Regions from separate parts of the Sus scrofa genome. Here region 2 is linked to region 1. Evidence: chromatin contacts called from public HiChIP or PLAC-seq data. All regions are on one chromosome and are shown on one strand. The core of a region is the stretch at or near the end of the contact, and the rest is flanking DNA. Distances in the headings are between cores, read along the strand shown. Region 1 overlaps PDGFRL (platelet-derived growth factor receptor-like protein). Region 2 has its middle 34 kb from the start of MTUS1.

Region 1 (7,500 bases), core at 3,197-5,696:
AGTCAGATTTGTTAACTACTGAGCCACAACAGGAACTCCAAAACATAGGTACTTTGAAAAGTCAAGCAATTCACCCAAGATGACACAGCCAGGGAGTAGAGGAATTGGGTCTTTTTTTTAATATATTATGATTTTTATTTTTTTCATTATAGCTGGTTTACAGTGTTCTGTCAGTTTTCTACTGTACATCATGGTGACCCAGTTACACATATATGTATAGATTCCTTTTTCTCACATTATCATGCCCCATCATAAGCGACTAGACATAGTTCCCAGTGCTACAGAGCAGGATCTCATTGCTTATCCATCCCAAAGGCAATAATCTGCCTCTATTAACCCCAAGTTCCTAATCCATCCCACTCCCTCCCCCTCCCACTTGGCAACCACAAGTCTATTCTCCAAGTCCATGATTTTCTTTCCTGTGGAAATGTTCATTTGTGCCATATATTAGATTCTGGCTATCAGTGATACCATATGGTATTTGTCTTTCTCTTTCTGCTTTACTTCATTCAGTCTGAGAGTCTCTAGTTCCATCCATGTTGCTGCAAATGGCATTATTTTGTCCTTTTTTATGGCTGAGTAGTATTCTATTGTGTATATATACCACATCTTCCTAATCCAACCATCTTTCAATGGACACTTGGGTTGTTTCCATGTCTTGGCTATTGTGAATAGTGTTGCAATGAACATGCAGATGCATGTGTGTTTTTCAAGGAAAGTTTTATCTGGATATATGCCCAAGAGTGGGATCTCTGGGTCATATGGTAGTTCTATGTATAGTTTTCTGAGATACCTCCATATTGTTTTCCATAGTGGTTGTACCAATTTACATTCCCACCAACAGTGCAGGAGGGTTCCCTTTTCTCCACACCCCCTCCAGCATTTGTTATTTGTGGAGGAATTGGGTCTTGAACTCAATTTTATCTGATTCCAAAGCCTGTGTTATTTTCTATCTTTTCGCTGTTTCACAAACTTGAGTAATGGACAGATTTCTTTTAAAAGAAACAAAAGTTCTGTTTAATGTTGGTGCTGATTTAAATGGTTTTATTATAATGTTGCTAAAAAGTGTGCAAATCTAAACCTAGATATACCTTCTCATGCCTAAAAATCATTTAAGCTATAAAATTCAAACACATTTACTAATTAAATGCAGACAAAAGATGCAGCCCAGTTTAAAAAAAAAATCTGACAAAAAACCCAAAACAACGAAAAAAAATGTAGGCAAAACACTCTGACATAAATCTCAGCAATATCTTTTTGGATCCACCTGCTAGAGCAATGAAAACAAAAGCAAAAATAAATAAATTGGACCTGATTAAACTTAAGTGTTTTGCACAGCAAAGGAAACCATTAAAAAATGAAAAGACAACCCACAGAAGAAAATCTTTGCAAATGAAGGGACTGAAAGGGATTAATCTCCAAAATATACTATTATCTCATATAGCTTTATGTCAAAAAAATAAACCCAATCAAAAAATTGGCAGAAGCTCTAAATGGACACTTCCCCAAGGAAGACATACATATGGCCAAAAAGACCATATCACGAATTATTAGAGGAATGCAAATCAAGTCTACCATGAGTTATCACCTCACACCAGTCAGAATGGCCATCATCAAAAAGTTTACAAACAATAAATGCTGGAGAGGGTGTGGAGAATAAAGAAACTCTCCTATATTGTTGGTGGGAATGTAAATTGGTGCAGCTACTATGGAGAATAGTATGTCATTTCCTTAAGAAACTAAATATAGAAGTACCATATGATCCAGCAATCCCAACCCTGGGCATCTATCCAAAGAAAACCATCATTTGAAAAGAAACATGCACCCCAATGTTCACTGCAGCACTATTTACAATAGCCAAGGCATGGAAGCAACCTAAATGTCCATTGATAGAGGAATGGATAAAGAAGACGTGGTACATATATATAATGTAATATTACTCAGTCATTAAAAAGAACGAAATAACGCCATTTGCAGCAACTTGGATGGGTCTAGAGATCATTGTACTAAGTGAAATAAGTCAGAGAAAGACAAATACATGAGATGACTAATAATGTAGAGTCTAATAAAAAAGATACAGGACATTTATTCACAAAAAAAGAAATAGACTCAAAGATTTCTAAATATAAAATAGGTAAGTAAAAACGACCTACAGTATAGCACAGGGAAATCTATTCAATTCTGTGTACTAACCTATATGGAAAAAGAATCTGAAAAGGAATGGACATATGTATAGGTATAATTGATTCACTTTGCTCTACACCTGAAAGTAACACAACAGTGTAAGTCAACTACACCACAATAAAATTGAAAAAAAAATTTAATTAAAAAAAAGTTTGTGGCATTCCTATAGCATCTTTGGTTTAATGCATTGACTTGACTTTATTATCATTATCTTACTGTATTTTAATGCAGTGAAACACATCTAGGATAACCAAAGCTGGACTTAAAAGAATGCTCAAGAAAGTAAATATTTTGGTTAACAAAACTTTCTTTTAAAGTAAGAGCAGAAAACATTCTCTCTCCAAAACTCAGTAATGTACTTCTACCTGTTTTCCCACTTTGATGACTAGCTGACTGGGACAGCTGGATGTGGGGACAGCTACATCACGGGACCCTTAACCTGGTTATGAGTAAGCACTTCACAGTATCACGGACATCTAGAGTTTGTGCAAGACTGCAATATATGTCTGAAACAATTTTTTAAAAAAATAAAATTCTGGAGTTCCCGTCGTGGCGCAGTGGTTACGAATCCAACTAGGAACCAGAAGGTTGTGGGTTCGATCCCTGCCCTTGCTCAGTGGGTTAAGGATCTGGCGTTGCCGTGAGCTGTGGTGTAGGCTGCAGACGCGGCTTGGATCCTGCGTTGCTGTGGCTCTGGCGTAGGCCGGTGGCTACAGCTTCGATTCAGCCCCTAGCCTGGGAACCTCCATATGCCAAGGGAGCGGCCCAAGAAATAGCAAAAAGACAAAATAAAATAAAATAAAATAAAATAAAATAAAATAAAACAAAACAAAACAAAACAAAACAAAACAAAACAAAACAAAACAAAACAAAACAAAACAAATAATAAAATTTTTGGAGTTCCTTGGTGGCACAGCAGGTTAAGGATCTGGCACTGTCACTGCCGTGGCATGGGCTCCATTCCTGTTCCCGGAATTTCCACATGCTGCAGCCTTGGGCAAAAAACAAACAAAATTTCTTGCAAACCTGGCTGTTTTCTTGTGATTTCCCTCCTTTGGGTACAGTCTTGTGAGTAAAAACAGCTCATCTTTATTGAGATGTCTCAGTGCATGTGCCAATGCTTCACTTGCATGACCTCATTCTATCCTGACAGCTATGGGGCTGTTCCTATTATTTCTCCCTCTCCCACAACTCACGTCCTGAATGGAACAGGCCGTGTTTTTCTGCAACCTGAATGCTGTGGGAACAGCTAGAACACCCGTCCTGCATCCTGTCTCACTCACCAATTCACCTCTTGGGAGACGTTGGCACTTCTGGCGCTGGTGCCATTGGGTCTGGAAAGAGAAAGCTCTACCTTCAGGGCGGGATAAATTATTTATTTTTAACCTGATTGTTTTCTGGGGGTGACATCCATTTGAAGGTCAATATCAGAGTCTGGCTGAAGCATAGACTTTCAATTTCCCACGGCAAATTGGGCCCCAAGGGCACCTCCAGGTAAGTACAAAAACAAAGGGAGGGCACCAAAGATTTTCATGGAACTCAACGTCTTCGTACGTCCGGCTCAGAAAATCAAGTAAAATGAGCTTTGAAGGAAACGGAGTTTGAATTTTAAAAACACCTGTATGACAATACAAATGTCTCACTGCCACTGAACTGCACACTTGAAAATGGTTAAAATGGTAAATTTGGTGGTTACCAAACAAACATCACATTTTGTTTGCTAAACAAAAAATAATAAAATAAAAGTGAAGGAAAAAGAAAAGGGTATCTTCCGCAGTACAACACCAAAGTTAAGACGGACAATGTTTACCAAAGTCTGTGCAGATTCTATCATAAACACTTCTCAACATCTTTCTCTGTTCTTTTAAAAGGTCCCCCGGACCCCCTCCTCTGGGGTTCTGGGAGTCAGGACTGGACTGGCCTGGAGCCCGTTGTCTGCTTCCTCGGCCCACCCTCCCTTTGTGTGTCTGTGGGTGGAGTAAGCCATTGCCAACTGCAGCCAAACGAAAACCCATTTGCCCTCCCTTGTTTTGAGAAGCTATTTATTGTTTTCAGAGGAACCAGCCATCAAAGAGATCTCCTGCGCTCCACCCACTCCTCTGAACTTAACATTTCTTGACTGAAAAATACTAACATCCCACCCGAGGCCCCAGAAACATCCTGAAAGACGATATCTGGACCTGATTTTCCAGGGAGCAGCCCAGGCTTCTTTATGAGCACAGCAGCCAGCTTGTTTTCACGGCTGTGACACTGCCAACTTGCTCGCTTCACTCTCCAGCATCTCCCTCTTCTTACCCGGCACTGATTTATATTTGAGCCACCATCCAGAACACTTATTCTAAGTTACTTCTTATCTTTTTCCTTGGCTCAATCTCGTGCCAAGAATTCCTCTGCTCTAATTTCTGGGAGTATGTTATGATGAGATTGAAGAAACAAAATGTTTCCAGAGAAGAGGAAAATGGATGGTGTTGATCACATGGTGCAAACTGGTGCAAAACATTCTCTCTCTCTCTTTTTTTTTTTTTTTTTTTTTTTGTCTTTTTTAGGGCCACATCTGAGACATATGGAAGTTCCCAGGCTAGAGGTCCAATTGCAGCTGCAGATGCCAGCCTATACCACAGCTACAGCAAGGTGGGATCCAAGCCGTGTCTGCAACTCACGGCAGCTTGGATCCTCTAACCCACTGAGTGAGGCCAGGAATTGAACACTAGTCCTAATGCATCCTAGTCAGGCTCGTTACTGCTGAGCCACAATGGGAACTTCCAGAACATTCTTACATTAATGTTTTTTATATTATCAACAAAATAAAAGCAAAAAATTTAAAAGATACACATTGCAAAGACATGTTAGGTCCAGGGAGAGGTCTGTGGACCCCTGTTTGTGGAAAGTGGGCATGGGGTGCATGGAGAGTGGGTCCACCTGAGACTTGGCAGTGATGCTGCCTTTTCCTAAAGGCAGTGAGGGGTTACAGCCCTCATGCTGTGTGTGTGGCCCTCTGTACTTTCTTAGTGTATCGCAACTGCCCTTGGATTTTTTACTCTGACTTCCTCAGTGTGGCTAACAGGCCCTCCCTCCCTGGTCTGACTGCCCCTCATCTTCCAGCAACCGCTCTCCTTGGTCACCTCCTGTCTCCTCCCCTGACTCAAGCCACCCCACCCCCTCCCACACACCCTCAGTGCTCCAGGGGTGACAGCCACTCCATCTCAGAGGAAGACCCCCATGCTGTTCCTTCCTTCTGGAATGTTCTTACACTCCTCTCCTCCCCACTTTGTTTCCTGGTTAACTCCCAGCTCTCATGTATTAGCTTGAGTTTTCTCCTTCCAGATCCTGTACTCCTTCTAGCAAGGCACTCACACAGCTATACGTTAAATTGGCTTAGCTAATAATCTGTCTTCCCACAAGACTAAAAGCTCTGTGGGAAGAGAGGTTGTGTCCATCTCGGTCACCATCGCATCTCCAGCATCACCCTAGGATGGGAACTTGACTATCATGGGTGAAAAAAATAACTGTTGGAAAAAAGGAATAGAATAATTAAGGGAGGGCAGAGGCGGGAGTATGTGGGCAGAGGAGCCGGGAAACAACGTTTAGTAAATTAACTATTGTCATATATATAGTGTCATATATATACATATCTATATAGATACATGTTTATATGCAGTTTCTGATGTTAAAAGAGAGTGGAGAGGAGTTCCCATTGTGGCACAGTGGAAACGAACCCAACCAGTAACCACAAGGTTGAGAGTTTGATCCCTGGCCTTGCTCAGTGGGTCGGCGATCCAGCATTGCTGTGATCTGTGGTGTAGGTCGCAGACACGGTTCGGATCCCATGTTGCTGTGGCTGTGGTGTAGGCTGGCATCTGCAGCTCCGATTGAACCCCTAGCCTGGGAACTTCCACATCCCTCAGGGGTAGCCAAAAAAGTGAAAAAAAAAAAGGGGGGGAGTTCCCGTCGTGGCGCAGTAGTTAACGAATCCGACTAGGAACCATGAGGTTGCGGGTTCGGTCCCTGCCCTTGCTCAGTGGGTGAACGATCCGGCGTTGCCGTGAGCTGTGGTGTAGGTTGCAGACGCGGCTCGGACCCTGCGTTGCTGTGGCTCTGGCGTAGGCCGGTGGCTACAGCTCCGATTCGACCCCTAGCCTGGGAACCTCCATATGCCGCGGGAGCGGCCCAAGAAATAGCAAAAAGACCAAAAAAAAAAAAAAAAAAAAAAAAAAAAAGGAGGTGGGGGAGAACTATGTGATTGGGATGGACTGAGGTGAGAATTAAAATCTGAATCAGTTTCAGCACCTGGAAATACAGAATCTTCAGCACATTCCTCCAACTCAGGACTCAGAGATATCAATGAATTTATCCTCCCTGTGGGATAAATTACAACTCCCCCCCCCCACCCTGCCCCATACATATTTGTTGGGAAATCGAATTCTTTTTTTTTTTTTTTTTGTCTTTTGTCCTTTTTTTAGGGCCACACCCACGGCATATGGAGGTTCCCAGGATGGGGGTTAATCAGAGCTGTTGCTGCTGACCTTTGCTGGAGCCCCAGCAACGCAAGATCCAAGCCGCGTCTGCGACTTACACCACAGCTCACGGCAAGGCTGGATTCTTAACCCACTGAGCGAGGCCAGGGATGGAACCTGCAACCTCATGGTTCCTAGTCGGATTCGTTTCCTCTGCGTCACGGTGGGAACTCCGGGAAACTGAATTCTTTATTGTTTAAGATATAATTTGAAATGGTGGCCGCTGAGCTGCCTAAAAGGATGGAAGAACGTGTATGAAAGCACAAAGTGTGCAATTATTTTACCTAATCTGTCCTCCTTGCAAAGTTTCTTTTCCTGGAGAAAGGAAGACAATTGTAGCACAGCTCGAAGCTGCCACCTAGTGGATCTTCTCATGACCTGGGTTTGCCAGTCCCAAGGAAGCGGTGCAGAAGGGGAGTCCCGGAAGAAGCAGGAGAGCACACATCATCTGGCTCCATCCTCTGGGGTGGTCAAAGTCCACCTTTTAGGATGAGGGGTCATTTATGGTCCTCCAACAGAGTTCTCCTTTCTCAATAGCCCAGTGTCACATTTCAACGTTCTGATATCCATAAAGTTATCCTAAGGCAATGTGAAATTTCAACTACTCTCAATTCGAAGGTACCCCAGCAGGAAGCAAAGGCTCCACTCTAGAAAATTTATTCTTTTCATTTCCCTTTTGAACCTTAACTTTGGAAATCAGATGTGTTAGTCTTATATCCAAAGAGCTTTAAAAAAAAAAAAAAAAGACAGAAAGACAGGAGGGAAAAAGAAAAGGCGGGGGGGGGGGGCGCGGAGAAGGACA
Region 2 (7,500 bases), core at 2,384-4,883, 240 kb before region 1:
GGGTTGTTCTTGAAAGTACCAGCTTCACCAATTTGCCCAAGATGTATAGTTTCAGAAAGACTGCAAACCATAAAATCAAGATCCATCTGTATAGTACATAATCTATTGTTTTACCAGCACAAAATTATTTGGGGAAAATGACAACTCAACAGATAGGACATTACTCCAAGCAATAAAGAAGATGGTTTAATGTTTAGCTATGAAAGCTTCCCTTTTTCTTTTTTTCATCTGACACAGCTGTTTTTATCTATTTTATGTATTTGGGTTCCACATAACACTTGGCTATATGCTACAGGGTTTGTTTTTTTGGGGAAAAGGAAAGCTCTAAAAGAAGCTTTAGACCTCTTCCTTGTTTTTTTTTTTGTTGTTGTTGTTTGTTTGTTTTGTTTTGTTCTTTAGGGCTGCTCCCACAGCATATGGAAGTTCCAAGGCCAGGGGTCGAATCGGAGCTACAGCTGCCAGCCTGTGCCACAGCCACAGCAAACCAGATCTGAGCCTCGTCTGTGACCTACACCACAAACTCATGGCAATGCCAGATCCTTTAAGATCCTTGCCAGATCTTGAGCAAGGCCAGGGATCAAACCCAAATCCTCATGGATACTACTATTCAGTTTCGTTACCATTGAGCCACAAAAGAAACTCCCTTCGTTTTTTAGGTGAAATTTTCTGCATTTTTCAGATGACAGGTATTTCTGGGGAAGGACTTTTTTATACTCTCGACTCAAATGAATTAACAAGCATGTAATCCTGAGACTGTGTTTTAATGAATGTCAGCACTTTATTTATAACACAGCCTTCAAAAGCTTACACCCAGTAAAAACTACACTCTCTGGTGGGCATGTTCACGACAAGCTGCAACCTTTGCCAGAGGATGAAAGAGGGACCTAGGCATTCAGTCATAACAAGCCGCTTGTCTCAGGCAGAAAATGACACAGGGTATTGTCTCCTTCACTTAACTCCTGGGGTGTTGGCACCATTTGCAGTTTCTAGGCCTTTCTAATTATAGATGGGCTGTCACATTGCCTCCACCTGCACCCTTAACAATAAGAATATTCAGCAGTGAACATTATCAAAGACCTTTCCAGCTTGAACTAATTAATTCATCCAATTCTAGCCATCTGGGACAGATAGTACTAGTATCCAGGTTTTATAGACACAGAAAACTTCAAAAGCAGTTTCTTCAAGGTCATATAGTAATTGGAATGGGGCCAGGAGTATATCTTAGAAGTATTACGTTTTTGAGTTCATTGGAAGATGACCTTACTGTTTAGACATAGGGGTAATTTGATTTTTTTTCTTCCGGGTGCTAAACAGAGACCCTTTTGTTGGATATATATTCACTCTTGCGTCTCTTCTGTGGCTTCTCTCACCAAAGAATGATTATGCTTAGGAATTATCACGCATGTCATGATTCTTTGGAATCCCAGGTGGTTTTTTAAGCTCTTAAAGGTGGTTAACGTATGCCAGCTGTTTCCTCTCTTTTACTCTTCTCCTTTGATTACACCTACTGTATCTCTTTTCAGCTGAGTGATATTAGAAGACAGAGGTCTTGAAACGTAAAATGAGACCTCAGGAAAGTCAGCGAACTATAAAGGCTTCGCTGTCCTTTCCTGGTGACCAACTAACCAACTGAGATTCTTAAGAATCCTGTACTCCAGAGTTCCCATCGTGGCTCATTGGAAAGCCAATCTGACTAGCATCCCTGAGGATGCATGTTTGATCCCTGGCTTCGCTTAGTGGGTTAAAGATCCAGTGTTGCTGTGAGCTGTGGTGTAGGTCACAGACACGGCTCGGATATGGCATGGTTGTGGCTGTGGTGTAGGCCAGTGGCTAGAGATCCAATTCGACCCCTAGCCTGGGAGCTTCCATATGCCGTGGGTGCAGCCCTAAAAAAAGATCAGAAAAAAAAAAAAAAATCGTATGCTCCTCAAAGAAGTTCCCTTATAGATAGCTTTTCAATCATTAGTTTTAAAAATAGATTAAAAACAACTTAGTTTTCTTTAGTTACAAAAACGTTAAATCTGAAACAATGCTAAGTAGTTCACTGTTGGAAAATCATTCCCTTGCAACTTTTGTCCTATTCTAATAGTTGTAGTTTGAAGGATTATTATATCCTCAAATAATCACTCATGTTGAAGAAGCAGGAAATCATATACTAAAAAAAAAAAAAACTTGCTGAAAAGTCAAAAACTGACAGAATTTTATCTAGGCAATGATTATACAAAATGATGCCAAATCAAAGTAAAATCTTAACAGGAGTACCATATATATATATAGTCTTTTGTCTTTTTATGGAGGTTCTCAGGCTACGGGTCTAATCGGAGCTGTAGCTGCAGGCCTACACCAGAGCCACAACCGTGTCTTTGACCTACACCACAGCTCACGGCAATGCAAGATCCTTAACCCACTGAGTGAGGGCAGGGATCAAACCTGCAATCTCATGGTTCCTAGTCGGATTTGTTTCTGCTGTGCCACAAGGGGAACTCCAGGAGTACCATATTGACTCAGAGATCAGTAGGGGAGTTCCTGCTATGGTCCAGCGGGTTAAGGATCTGGCTCTGGCTCTGTTGCAGTGTGGGTTCGAATCCCAGCCTGGGGCAGTGGTTTAAGGATCAGGCATTACCTCAGCTGTGGCATAGGTCATAGCAGTGATTGATTTCCATCCCTGGCCCAGGAACTTCCATATGCTGTGTGTGTGGCCAAAAAAGAAAAAAAGAGAAAGATCAATAGGACCAGAAAAAGAATGATTCTGAAAACTTTCAGAATATATAGAGAATTTGGTGAATATGATTAAGAAAATTTTTAAAATAGGGATCTTTTGAAACCTATGTTCAAAGAACATCTGCATATTGTTTGTGAGTCTGCATGTGGTAAGATGTGTAACTCAGAGGAACTGGAAGTTTAGGAGGACCATGTGTTTTTCTTTCAAGACTGTTTTTAATATCAAGCTGTCACCCCAGGCCACTTACTTTTTAATAAGTTGGGTAAACAAACCTGTTTTCCCTGAACATTTGAGACCCCTCAACACTCTTCTCGGGGAGTTCCTGTCGTGGCTCAGTGGTTAACGAATCTGACTAGGAACCATGAGGTTGAAGGTTCGATCCTTGCCCTTGCTCAGTGGGTTAAAGATCCAGCATTGCCGTGAGCTGTGGTGTGGGTTGCAGACGCGGCTTGGATCCTGCGTTGCTGTGGCTCTGGCATAGGCTGGTGGCTACAGCTCCGATTAGACCCCTAGCCTGGGAACTTCCATATGCCGTGGAAGCAGCCCAAGAAATGGCGAAAAGACAAAAACAAACACAAACAAAAAAGCAACGAAAAAAACCACTTCTCATTCAGAGAAGCTGAGCAGTTTGGCATCTTAGTTTTATTTCAAGGACAATCTTCCAGGACAAACCTCAGTGTGATTGTGACAAGTTCAGATCTATAGTCTCATACATTTTTCTGAAGCAGTGTAAAGAAGCAGCACTTGGTGATGACTGCAGCATGCAGATGGCTATCAGGGGTGCTCCCCAAATCCTTCAGGAACCCCTTGAAGACCAGATGCCTGAGCCAAGATGTTAGACAACTGGTGAGTTCTCCACACTCATTCCTTCAGTCAGCAAGCCTGAGCTGGACCGCCTGCCAAGGGGACATGAATGCCAGCTGTCACTCTCCTTGTCTCATAATTTAATGAAAGACCGGATCCCTGAAGCCCACGAGTCACTGTAGTTTTTGCATAAGGAACTATTCATCAAGGCTGAAGTTAGGGTGTCACAACATCTCTCTTTATACCATCCTTCACCATCATCCAAAACTTCCTGAAAGAGTCTATTTAGAGACTAAAACTTTTCCATGCTGGTCACAAGCCCAAAGCAAAAGAAGAAAAAAAAAAATTTTTTTTTTTTTTTTTTTGGTAAAGTGTAGGATGGTCTATTTGATCAGCTTTAGTTACTCTCTTTTTCCGAAATCCATAAATAAAACAAGCCAAAACACAGCCTTCCATTCTAAGATGTAGCAAGTCCTCAGCAGGGAACACTTTTGGGGCCAGAGAATGACTTATAATATAAACATTTAAATATTTTACGGAGTTCCTGTTGTGGCGCAGCAGTTAATGAAACCAACCAGTATCCATGAGGATGTGGGTTCGATCCCTGCCTCACTCAGCAGGTTAAAGACCTAGCGTTGCTGTGAGCTGTGGTGTAGGTCGAAGATGAGGCTCAGATCCTGAGTTGTTGGGACTGTGGCATATGCCAGCAGCTACGGCTCTGATTCAACCCCTAGCCTGGGAACCGCCATATGCCACAGGTCTAAAAAGACAATAAATAAATAAATATTTTACAATGAATATTTATATATTTTACCTGAAAAATATTTAGTTCATATTTCCTAAAGTAACAGAAAGAAACATAAGAAGATTTCTTCCGCATTAGGAGGGGATTTTGTGAAGTGGTTGATGGAAAGAAGTTCCAGCAGTGGTGGGATATGAAAATGCTTTTTAGCTTTTCCTAGCATTGGTATTTATAAATTTGGCAGGAAAGAGGGTACAGACTTGAGCCCCTTCATAGCGTGGCTGTGACCTGGGTTCTGTCATCTTGGTAAGACCCTGTGGCCACTGTCTGCAGAACTGGCTACAGTTTGGGCCTCTTCTCTGTACCTGCACAGTGTGGTTCTACCAGGCCTGACTGCCTCTGTCTAATTGCCCATGGCCGCTTTATGGGTCTGCCCCTGCTGCTCTCCACCTGGGATCATGCTGTGAATTCAGAGCAGGGCCTTGCTGGAGTTCCTGTTGTGGCTCAGCAGAAATGAACCTGACTAGTATCCATGAGGGTGCGGGTTTGATCCCTGGCCTCCATCAGTGGGTTAAGGATCTGGCATTGCCATGAACTGTGGCTTGGATCTGGCATTGCTGTGGCTGTGGGGTAGGCCGGCAGCTACAGCTCTGATTCGCCCCCTAGCCTGGGAACTTCCATATGCTGCAGGTGTGGCCCTAAAAAGCAAAAAACAAACAAACAAAAAAGCATGACCTTGCTGATCCTGCAGACTTATGGTGGCAAAGACCACCACCCAGAGACAACTTTCTTTACAGATCAGGTCCTAGGTGAATAAGGCCTTTTCCTCTCCCGTCTTTAGTGCCTGCTCCCTAAGAAACCAGCCCAGTGAACTCCCTAGACCTTGACGCCTCACCAGTGCTTAGCATTCTCTGCCTCAGGCTGCTGAGGGTCTTCGGAGAGGCTGTGTGTGTGGGCCTGGGGACAAAGTCAGTCACTGGGGACTGACTGTGCCTCAGGTATGTTCCCTCTTTCATCTTCTCAGGAGCTGATAAGGAAGGGCTAGTGTCTTCCCTTCTTCCCAGGTAATTGAAACACCCTTCCATAATCAAGCAACAGCTTCATTTATTTTGGTTGTAACTTCTGTTTCTTTCTTTCTTCCTTCCTTCCTCTTTATATGGCCATATCTGTGGCATATGGAAATTCCCAGGCTAGGGGTCAAATTGGAGCTGTAGCCGAGGCCTGTGCCGCAACTCGCGGCCATGACAGATCCTTAATACACTGAGCAAGGACAGGGATTGAACCCACATCCTCATGAACTCTGTGTAAGGTTCTTAACCTACTGAGCTGCAATGGGAACTCTTGGTTGCAGCTTTTCTGATGGGAAGTTTTGGACAGAAAGGAAAAGAGCTGTGACTGCATGCACCTTCAACCACACCTGCATTTTAGGTTCCTTATCACTTCAGTGCATGCAGGATCTCATTGTCAGGAGAACCTGTTTCAACATTTTCTATTAATTATCACCTGGAGGCATTGCTATCAACACTAATCTGGAAAATATACATCAGGTTTGCAAAATCCAGAAAAGTTTAAAGTCTTGAGGCAGTGTTACCAAAGAATTGTATTAATAGAAGACCAATTAAGAAAGGATTTTTCTTTTTTTTCTGGCCATGCCAGTGGTATGAAGAAGTTCCCCAGGCCAGGGATAGAATCTGTGCTACAGCAGTGACAATGCTGGCTCCTTAAATGCTAGACCACCAGGGAACTCCAAGAAAGGCTATGAAGGACATAAAAACAAAAAACCAGCATGGAGTTAAGGATCCGACATTGTCACTGGTGTGGCTCTAATCATTGCTGTGGCGCAGGTTCAAGCCCTGACTGGGTAACGCCACATAACTTGGGCGTGGCCAAAAAAAAAAAACACCACCCACAAACAACAGAAATAGAACCATAATCTTCCAGGCCCCTATGTTTAGTTTAAGGTCAGAGGCATTGCAATCTCCCGAAAGGCATGCTGTTCTCTAAATAAGTTCTCTGGTTCAGGCTGTTGGATGGCACATAACTGCCAAGGCAGCAGAATTCGCTGGAAGTTTCCAGCATCAGGTTTCTTGGAACAGGTTTGTTTGTGGCTTTAGTCTGCTAAAACTGATTACTTTGCCGTGGTGGTGCTGATTCTTCATGGTAATTCGTTCATATCTTACATGATGTTTTCAATCATTGTACACTTGGAGGCATACACCTGGCTAAGCACTTGGGTTTAATAATCCTTTTTCCTGTTGCTTATTAGACCCAAGTTAAACAATCCTTCATCTGGATGGTTTGGTGTAAGCAGGCCTCTAGGAAAGGAGATGGGCTTATTAACCTCGATGGGCCTCTTCTCTCAAAATTTTCATGTAACTTTATGGTACAATGATCTTTGTTTACTAGAGTTATCTTTAAAAAGCACTGTAGAGAGATTATTGCAACATGTATTTGACAAACATTTATCTGTTTTGAATAATAGATATGTTATTAACCACTACAACAAAATGATGAGAAATTTACCTATGCAGAGTTCATAGTCAAATGGAAGAACACAATAAAATAATTAGAAGAAATTAAAATCAAAACACAATAAAAATAGATTGCTTTTGTACTTAATCTTATAATAGCAGTATATGCAAACTGCTGTGGAACCTCCAAAGAATGAGTTGCTAACCAGATCTGTACTGGGACAGTGTGCTGGACAGGATAAATACAATTTTATTCACAAAAATGATGTAGCTACTAAAAAGAAGCTAATATGGGAGTTCCCATTGTGGCTCAGTAGTAACGAACCCGACTAGTATCCATGAGAATGCAGGTTCAATCCCTGGTCTCGATCAGTGGGTTGAGGATCCAGCATTGCTGTGAGCTGTGATGTGAGTCACAGACTTGGCTCAGATCTGGCATTGCTGGCTGTACCTGTGGTGTAGGTCAGAAGCTGCAGCTCCAAATCAACTCCTAGCCTAAGAACTTCCATATGCTGCAGGTGTAGCCCTAAAAAGCAAAAAATAAATAAATTGAAAATTAAAAATAGGGAGTTCCCGTCGTGGCGCAGTGGTTAACGAATCTGACTAGAAACCATGAGGTTGCGGGTTCGGTCCCTGCCCTTGCTCAGTGGGTTAACGATCCGGTGTTGCCGTGAGCTGTGGTGTAGGTTGCAGACATGGCTCGGATCCCGAGTTGCTGTGGCTCTAGCGTAGGCTGGCAGCTGCAGCTCCGATTAGACCCC

The links. HiChIP or PLAC-seq counts read pairs in DNA pulled down with a chosen protein or histone mark.
Region 2: an H3K27ac HiChIP or PLAC-seq map of skeletal muscle shows a contact between it and region 1. The contact joins two enhancer-like sites. A contact is called at or near these places in 5 of 47 Hi-C or Micro-C datasets (embryonic fibroblasts, skeletal muscle and subcutaneous adipose tissue) and 1 of 2 datasets of contacts at active chromatin or transcription factors (skeletal muscle).

The regions. Positions count from the first base shown.
Region 1 is chr17:5,295,972-5,303,471 of Sscrofa11.1, reverse strand. The region is part of intron 2 of PDGFRL (platelet-derived growth factor receptor-like protein); the gene reads right to left. Among named protein-coding and RNA genes, the nearest start is that of PDGFRL, 21 kb to the right of the region's middle. Within about 2 kb of position 4,446, at least 30 of the 83 cell types and tissues checked have an H3K27ac peak or open chromatin away from gene starts, as enhancers often do. A contact at or near this core is called in skeletal muscle, where this site is marked.
Region 2 is chr17:5,537,089-5,544,588 of Sscrofa11.1, reverse strand. No RefSeq gene overlaps it. Among named protein-coding and RNA genes, the nearest start is that of MTUS1, 34 kb to the right of the region's middle. Within about 2 kb of position 3,633, at least 2 of the 83 cell types and tissues checked have an H3K27ac peak or open chromatin away from gene starts, as enhancers often do. A contact at or near this core is called in skeletal muscle, where this site is marked.